Regions from separate parts of the Mus musculus genome. Here regions 2 and 3 are each linked to region 1. The links are chromatin contacts, called in public HiCAR-type and HiChIP or PLAC-seq maps. All regions are on one chromosome and are shown on one strand. Each heading gives the region's core, a stretch centred on a gene start, on an enhancer-like site or on the middle of the called end of the contact. The rest is flanking DNA. Distances are from core to core; before and after follow the strand shown.

What was found. HiCAR-type assays count read pairs that join an accessible place to other places. HiChIP or PLAC-seq counts read pairs in DNA pulled down with a chosen protein or histone mark.
Region 2: a HiCAR-type map of embryonic stem cells shows a contact between it and region 1, with 9 times the contacts expected there. The contact joins the promoter of Myef2 here to the enhancer-like site in region 1. A contact is called at or near these places in 8 of 39 promoter capture datasets (the C10 cell line, cranial neural crest, hippocampal neurons and 5 more), 8 of 115 datasets of contacts at active chromatin or transcription factors (astrocytes, bone marrow-derived macrophages, cardiomyocytes and 4 more) and 1 of 9 other capture datasets (adipose tissue).
Region 3: an H3K27ac HiChIP or PLAC-seq map of embryonic stem cells shows a contact between it and region 1, with 8 times the contacts expected there. The contact joins the promoter of Slc24a5 here to the enhancer-like site in region 1. A contact is called at or near these places in 5 of 39 promoter capture datasets (embryonic stem cells, hippocampal neurons, liver and 1 more), 2 of 115 datasets of contacts at active chromatin or transcription factors (bone marrow-derived macrophages and embryonic stem cells) and 3 of 9 other capture datasets (adipose tissue, liver and pancreatic islet).

What each region holds. Positions count from the first base shown.
Region 1 is chr2:124,144,312-124,147,072 of GRCm38.p6, reverse strand. It overlaps a transcript of Sema6d not described here. Among named protein-coding and RNA genes, the nearest start is that of 4930517E11Rik, 16 kb to the right of the region's middle. Within about 2 kb of position 1,327, at least 17 of the 459 cell types and tissues checked have an H3K27ac peak or open chromatin away from gene starts, as enhancers often do. A contact at or near this core is called in embryonic stem cells, where this site is marked.
Region 2 is chr2:125,122,315-125,125,075 of GRCm38.p6, reverse strand. It overlaps Myef2 (myelin basic protein expression factor 2, repressor), which reads left to right and starts at 1,416. Exons shown (of 16, transcript NM_010852.2): 1 at 1,416-1,691. The coding sequence starts at 1,558. Gm46759 (a long non-coding RNA gene) reads right to left here and starts at 1,432. Exons shown (of 2, transcript XR_001783448.2): 1 at 982-1,432; 2 at 1-287.
Region 3 is chr2:125,066,771-125,069,531 of GRCm38.p6, reverse strand. Slc24a5 (solute carrier family 24, member 5) reads right to left here and starts at 1,405. Exons shown (of 9, transcript NM_175034.3): 1 at 1,231-1,405; 2 at 581-760. The coding sequence starts at 1,351.

The sequences.
Region 1 (2,761 bases), core at 78-2,577:
GAGAAACCATATCTTTTAACACAAACATGATGGATGTGGTTTGAGACTTTAAATTCTCAAAGGCTTAATTCACACTGAGATATTTTCTTCAGCAAGGGTGAACCATCCCTAACCTCACCAAGAGTTCAAATGACTGTATGGGGACATTCTCATTCAAACCACCATGGCCTCCCTACCCCTGCCACACACATATACAGAAATATCTCTCCTTAACAGATATTTCCTCTGTGTTTGCAATTTCTTGTTCTTAGTATCTTCTTCTTGTTCTTGTTCTTCTTGTTCTCCTCCTGCTGCTGCTGCTCCTCCTCTTCTTTCTTCTTTCTTCTTTCTTCTTCTTCTTCTTCTTCTTCTTCTTCTTCTTCTTCCTTCTTCCTTCTTCCTTCTTCCTTCTTCCTTCTTCCTTCTTCCTTCTTCCTTCTTCCTTCTTCCTTCTTCCTTCTTCCTTCTTTCTTCTTTCTTCTTCTTCTTCTTTGTCATCTAATGTCCAGGACAGAAATAGATCTCTGAAAAAATATTTCATGTTCAGCATGTGCAAAATTGGCACATGTTGAATTCCTGAAAGAAAGATGGTCTGTAATAAGATGGGCCTTTATTGCAGATTAGGCAATGCCACCTTCCTTGGAAGCCTCAAACATAAGGAGCTTCCCTGGCTCTCTGCTGCACTCAAAAAGCCAGACTATGGCTTCCAAATGTCCTGTCCTAACTGCTTAGACAAGACCCTCTTCCTCACAGAGTGTACCAATCACATAACATTGGAACCAAATGGTGTGAAGAGATTATCTGCTACAGCTCCTTCATAAATGAAGACAGGAAATCCTTCAGATGATATGATGGGGCCAGGCAGTGTTTACTGTTTAGTTTATGGAGTTAGACTTCTTGAAAACTTGAAATTAAAAAAAAAAAGGAAAAGAAAATTTGAATTTTTTTTTCTGTCATGAAACTGTGCAAATTGAAGCAAATTATTTTCCTTTTTGGTACACCAACTTGCCCATCTTGATACTGAAGGTAGGAACAGTATCAGGACGTTGCTGGAATAAATATACAACAAAACAAAACAAAGAAACAAAAAACAACCTGTTTTATAACAAATGCTACTGAGATAAAAAGAAAGTCTTTATACTTTCATGCACAATTAAGTTTTGGAACCTAAAGATATTCTCCTCTACAAATGGAGAATCAAGGTGCAAATAACATGGATAAAAGCCACAAATTCTTGCTAAGTGGAAATGAATCAAATCCAGATCTCCTTGTAGAATCTGTCCTGGTGCTTCCTGCTGTGACCATTTTAATCTACATAACAATGGTGGCTGACAGAGATCAGTATTCAGACAGTGCTTGCCTTCTGGGTCTTTGTCCTGTTACTGTTAGGTCTTCTCTCCTGCTCCCATTTATCCCAACTGTAACATCTGTGCTAGCACAGTCACGTGCCTACAACATGTGGTCATAGCCACTTACTGAGGGAAAAGATAGAAACCACACCAGAAACCCCCTCCTCTTACTATGATCTGTCACAAGATTACATCTTCTATTTCAACCCATCTCACTTGAAACAGTAACGAACATGCTCTGCCCCTCTGACTAAACTTAATCCTACCTCAGAAAGGCTCTGTGCTTGGAGTTCACAAGCTCATTTCCAATCCAGCCTGCTCATGGCATTTCCTAGCTCCTTGAAAGCTTTCCCATATTGTTTTAAAGCTAACTCTCCTCATTACCTGGTATGTAACAAATCCTCCTCCTCATTGTCTTTTAGATTGACTGTAACTACACTGACTTAAATCTGCCCATGAAACTTCTATTCTTTCTCTCCCATGACTTTTCCCTAAGGAGTTCAGCCTGGTAAAATCATCAGGGACCATTTCTTTATTTCTGCCTGGTTCTATGAAAGAGAAAAATCTAGGTACCTAAAACTTATTACAAATTATGGCAATTGAAGAAGGTAAAAAGTTAGTTAAAATAGAATACAGATCACACACAAATAACCAGATTTCAAGCAGAGGCTTCTAGAGGCAAGAAGACTTAGAGCAGAGAAAGACAATCTGCCCACCAACCTGGGTATGGAAGGGTGTAATTACCTAGCCTGCTTTTTGCTCTTTGGTATTTCATATATTTTGAATCATCTTCTACCTATTACATTAAAATTGCATTTCTCACTAGCTGTTTTCCCAAATTCCAAACACCACGTCACTTCAACCCAATAATTTCAATTTCTCAAGCAATGTACAGAGTTATGTGTGTTAAGTACTTCTCTGCATTTCCAGGTTGTTAACAGTTCAGATTGTAAGGCTTCAAGAACCTCACATATATCCAGTAATCCTGAAACCATCAGTGCCCAGAATCGTTAAAGGTCACCACTGCTGTATAAAGTTTTAATCACAATTTTCTAAAAATATTTATAAGTATACATTTATACTATGTATAATGTGTTTACATAAATGGTCTAAACAAAGTCTGAAAAGTTTCACTTATTTCTAAATGTTCCAAGTAATTTTCTTATTATTACTGAGGACTGCTTTTATACTGAAGAGTCTTATTATTTTTTTAAAGATATATTTCAACCCAGTATGTAGTTAGACATAAGAATCCCAATAACCTTTTCTCCTTCAGGCCCCAGAGCAAACTGTCATTAGATTGTAATTTAACTCAATATCTGTTATTTTTGCAGATTTAACAAAACTTCAAACCTGACCCCCCAAAGTCTGCATACATATGCATATGCCCTATGGCTCCCTCTTCCTTGCACACCAACTGTAAGTCATTAGTA
Region 2 (2,761 bases), core at 167-2,666, 980 kb before region 1:
CTGCCCCCCAAAGCTCAGTCATTAAGAATAGCTCTTTTAATGGGATATTTAAATTGGCATACTCTGGAGTATGGGTAAGTCTCATGTGTGTGTTTAATTAAATTGTGCTTTTAGCTCGATTACAGCTCTTGAATAGTGCTGTTTCCCAAAGTCCTCCTCCAGCAGAGCTCTAGTGTCCCTTCCGAACCTTCTATTATGGTTTGGTCACGATGAACTCTTGAAAAGTGTTGAAATGTGAAAAAGGTTTTTGCAGGAATCTACTAGTCCAGGACTGTCAGATGGAGTTCCTTGGAGAAATTCAATGGTAACAAAAGAATACATGGAATAGTGAATACTTTGAAATCTAGGGTTGAGGTGGGGTGGGGTGGGTTAATCTGGTTTCTCCTTGATTGAAACCCCATGGGAGCCTTAAGAGATAGACTGCGATACTGTAGCACTTGGCCCTAGATGAAGTGTTTTCTTTAAATCTCTACCTTGCAGGGAAGGAACTGCTGTCTTTACCTGAAGAGAAGTGGAGAACTGAAATGCCTCAGCCGAGGAGAAAGCCTAATTTTCTCTGCCAGATTCCAGCACCTGTCTGCTAACTGCAACCATTAGGCCCCAGGGGTGACAGTACAGAAACACAAAAGTATCTGTTGTGTTTAGGACACTATGTGGGTAGAACGCCAAACTCAGAATTTTGTAGATGACTCTCATCTCTAATAAACTGTGTCTGCCTTATGCTGTTCACTTTTTTTTTAAAGAAGGAAACATTTGAGGAGGTCTTAGCTTTTTTTTTCAACTGAAAAAGGCCATTTTAGTGTGAAGTGTAATCATGACACTCAGGTTTATGAATCTTTAGTATTTAGGGGTAAAATCTATAATCCAAACCAAAATATGCATTTGTAGCTAGTCTTGTATAAGACTTCTTTTAAAACAATTTGTTTTTTCCATGTGTGCGTGTGGTTTGCCTGCATGTATATCTGTGCACCACAGACATACCAGCGCCTATGGAGTCAGAAGAGGTCGTTGGAGCTCCTGTATGTGGGTGCTGGGAACCGAACCCAGGTCCTTGGCAAGAGCAGCAAGTCATCCTAACTGCTGAACTCCTCCAGCCCCCTTGTACAGGTTTTCTTAAGAAAATGATGGACTGTCCAAATCGATAGCTGCCCCGAGAATGTAAAAACTTCGACCTCTTAGCTGATTGCTAAGGTCTACAAAAATCTTCAGCCCTCAAAGAAAGTGGTCAACTTGTCCTCAGCTACCGGTGCTCGCTGGCGGGTTCGTAGAGCATCCACCCGCAGAGATGGAGCTGCCATAGTCCTCTCATCCAAAGGCCCCGTCCCCGAGGACCCCCATCTCTGCCCCCCCAGGCAGCCCGCGCTCCCTCCGCAGGTGGCCGCGCCGGAGCCCCGCCCCCACTCACTCCCCAAGTCGCGGGGCCTCGTCCGCTCTCGCGAGATCCCGGCCGCCGAGCGCTCGGGGCCTTTTCAAATCGCGATCCGTTACCGCTTCTCCGGCCGCCGCCATTGTAGCGCTCGGAGCCCTCATCGCGGCCGAGGCGGAGCCCGCGGCGGGATGGCCGATGCCGACAAGTCCGAGGCGGCCGCGGGTGACGACGGCTCGCAGCAGCAACCGGCTGAGCCGCGGCGAGACACGCACCCCGGCGAGCCCGAGAAACCGCCGCGCAGCAGCGCCAACGGCGTTAAAATGTATTGTCTCCCCCGGGCGGCCGGGCGGGAGGGCGGCCGGGCAGGGCGGGAGGCGCGGGCGGCCCCGGGGCGGGAGCAGGTGCGGTGCTGGCGGCCCCGGCCTCGGGCGCGCGGAAAAACGGTCCCCTTTAAAAGGCCCGAGGCTAGCCTCATCCTCGGGGAGGACCCAGGGATGACATCATCGGTCCTTTCCCCTCCCGGCCCGGTTCCGAGCCCCGGTGAGGGCCGCGTGTGCGGTGGTGGCTTCCAAAGTGTTAGAGCTCACCGAACCCATTGTGTTCCTCTTGATTGGCTTTCGAAAAAGGAGGACTTGGTCTCCTCCACCCACCCGGTGATGGTTGTGGGCCGTGCAGGCTGGTTTATTTATTCATTTTTTTAAAAACACAAACTCAGTGTGTAGTGGCCTTCATTTTACTATAATTCACTTACGATATAATTAAATTACTGAAATATAAATCTGAATTTGGCAAAACTGGGAACGCAACCCAGGGCCTCGTGCAGTCTCCAGGCAGGCGCTAGGCCACAAAATGACACCCCCCCTCCACCGAATGCAGTGCTTTTTTTGTAGAAGAAAACCCGAGGGCTGAAGGTTGGATCTGTCATCTGTGTCTGTAGAGAATTTAGTCGACGTTAATCCATAAGATCTTAAGTTGTAAGGCAGTAGGATAGGGGCAGATTGTGCTCGGCTGTCCTTGTCACGTGGGGCTATGTGAAGGCAAACATTTATTTTCCTATGGCTTATTCTGTAAAAACTGAAGTTGAAAATAATGCCAGTAATTTGTTAAAACACCCTCCACCTCTCCATCCTGCCACGGTAGAAAGCAGTGAACACATGCTTTCTGACATGAAGTCAGAAAAGGGAAAATGTCTTTCTGGCTTTTGTGTGGAAATACTTGAGGCAGTGATTTGGACCAGTCTGTTGAAACCGGCTGAATTGAATTGGTTGCAAACTAGATGGGGTAGTGCTCCTCAGCTTCTCTATGACAGTCTCGCTCTTAGGGTGACATCATTGTATATTTTTTCTTAACCACTGACAACGTATTTAAGAGGAATTACCCCAGTTCCCTGGG
Region 3 (2,761 bases), core at 156-2,655, 920 kb before region 1:
GTGTTAGGAACCAGAGCATCCACAAAGCGATGCTTCCTATTCAGAGTTCTGGGAAATCTACAGCGCCACAGGCTTTGCGTATCTGAGCTTATCTTCAGAATCTACTAACACTTTGCACCCAGGGTTGTTATTACCTGATAGCTGAGGTCCCATTACTTGGAGTTTAGAATTTATTTACTTATTGGTTCATGAATTTCAGTTCTCTTAACTGCAGGATGCCAGTCAAGGAGTAGAGAGAAAGGAGGTCCTTGGCCACATCTCCTTCTGCCCCACTCACAGAGCCCAAGTGAAAAGGGTTTGAAATAGAAAACAGTGAGGACCAGGCACCCAGTGGTACAAAAAACCGGGGGGGGGGGGTGCTGTTCCTTAACAGCCCCTGGGGTGCTGGAACAAAAGGAACCTTCTGGAAGCTAGCCATGTATAATAACAACTGAAAAAAACGTGCTTCTGCCTGGACTCCCAGGATGGACCCCACAGAACCCCAGGACAGACATGGGTGCTCTGCCACCAGCTGAGATGGACACATCTGTGTGACAACAGCTCTTCCGGAAGGTCATAGGAGACCTTCCCGGCAACTTACAGTCACTGATGATTTCCAGGGAGGGCAAGAAGTACTTGTCGCAGACGATGGAGATGGCCATGCACATGTAGAGGATAATGAGGAAGTAGATTACGATACCTCCATCCGTGCTCTCCTGCTTGGTGAAGAACCCTTCGGGAAACTCCGATGCTGGAGAGACAGCACATTGCGTGCTGTTTCCTGCCGAGGAAAAGGAAAAGATCACAAGATGTGGGAGTCACACGTCTGAAGCCCACAAAGCCTAAACTGGGGTATTTGGGAGGGATATGGGGAAGTTGGTGGAAATACGAGTATGATTCAAAGCCTTAGATAGCCTTTGTAAGAGATTATTTCATGAAATAAGCTGATAGAAGAGAGTTGGAGGGAGGCATTATTACAGCGCCTCTCTGTGTCTGCTTCTAAATGGGAAGAATGCACTGATCATGTCTCCAACAATAAGAAGAGCAGCCCTGTCCACCCCTTGGTCTCTGAACTACTACAGAACGCTCTTGAGGACGCATTGGCTGATCAAGAGCGCTTCCCATCCTCGGCAGGGCTCCGAAGCAGAGCAGATACAGCAGGAGTCGGGGATGGGGAGGGGGCAAGGCCATTCCCCTCTCCATCCCACATCTCTACGTGGGACTGGGGTGTCTGGGCCCACTGCCACCTACCTGTGGCCCTTGGGAGGCGCGGGGGCAGGGAGACACCACGGACAGGCAGGTATGCAGAGACCCAAAAGATCCCCAGCAGCAGGACCCTCCTTGTCCAAGTTGGGCCCCATTTTGTCCGCATTTCCAGCGTGCTCTTTGCAGTGTGTGGTTCAGGAAGGGAGCAAGGGAGACTTATGCTGAATCATGTGAGCAGTCTCCTTCCTCCCCAGTGCCTGCGGGGGGAGGGGGGTGTCGCAGCTTAGGAGGCCAGCAAGGGAGACAGCCTGGCTTCTCTGATCAGGAGATCCAAGTCCTAGGGAAGTTGGAAGAGTTAGGGAGGGGTGCAGATAAACACCGACTACAGCTGTTTCCATGCGGGACTCTGATGGCAGGCCCAGGCAGTCTGCAATTCTGCTCATGCCGGATCTCTTTAATATCTTCACACAGACTCTGCCTTTGACTTCCTCTAGATTTGAGAGGACCTGGGTTTGCTTGATGCTGTCCCCCCCCCCCCCCCCCCGCCCTCCACCCCCTTCCCAATAGCCGTTGTTTCTAGGAATTATTTGGGCAGGTGTATATATACTCTGCCTACCAGGGCACGCTTTGTAATTTTATTTGGATGTTCATCTACAGTTAGAGCCAGAGACAGAAAGGTCAATTAGGAGGTGACTGTAACAGTTGAACTGGGAAATGAGGGCCGCGTGAGTGAAGGTGGCAGCTATGGGGATTGAGAGCCGCCCACAGCGCCACGAACTATTCAGGAGACAGACTGGATGCTGTTTGATCATAGATCAGCTGTGCTTTTTGCCAGAAGGAGCTGTATAAAATGCTAATTGGACAAGGCAGACAGCATTCAAATGCATTCTGTAGTTTGCCAAGATCCTGAAAACCTGTAGCCGTGGAGCAACCTGTGGCTGATGGCACAGGGTCTGGGGGAGACCACAAGGGTGGTTGAGTTCAAGCAATGTTTCTTAGCTGTGTGACCTTAGGCAAGTACTTAACCTCTCTGTTCCTTCCTTCCACTATCTATAAGGCAGAGATCACCTCTCTTTTGGTTTGGTGCGTACTATATGGCAAATGTAACCTTTGTAGGACAGTCTCTTCCGTGGGGCCATTGTTCTGTTATTCTGTCACCTGTCTGGCATTACTTATTTCTTGGACTGAGATTAAAAACTGCCATGAAGAAATTCTGTAGCTTTGCAACTGTTATGATTCCTTTGCTTTGTACATAAAATTGGTGTGACAGGAATGTATTATATGCACATATGCAATATCAAACAATGAATTAACTGATAAATTAAAAATCAAGGTGCCAAGCCTTTGATGTAGAGCTTGTTGCATCTGGTGTAAAAGAGTGAGCTGCTCCTGGCTGTTCATGAGCTTGCGCTGTTTAAAAACCACCCAGCACCTTCCTGGTGGAAACCTCTCTGACACTCAGCTTTCCGGATGTGCCCTGTGGAGCCGAGACTGGGATGCCTGGTCACTGAGGCACGGGCATAGAAGCTATAGGAGTCTGTTCTCAGCAAGTGGAGCAGAGCCCTCCTTGAACTCT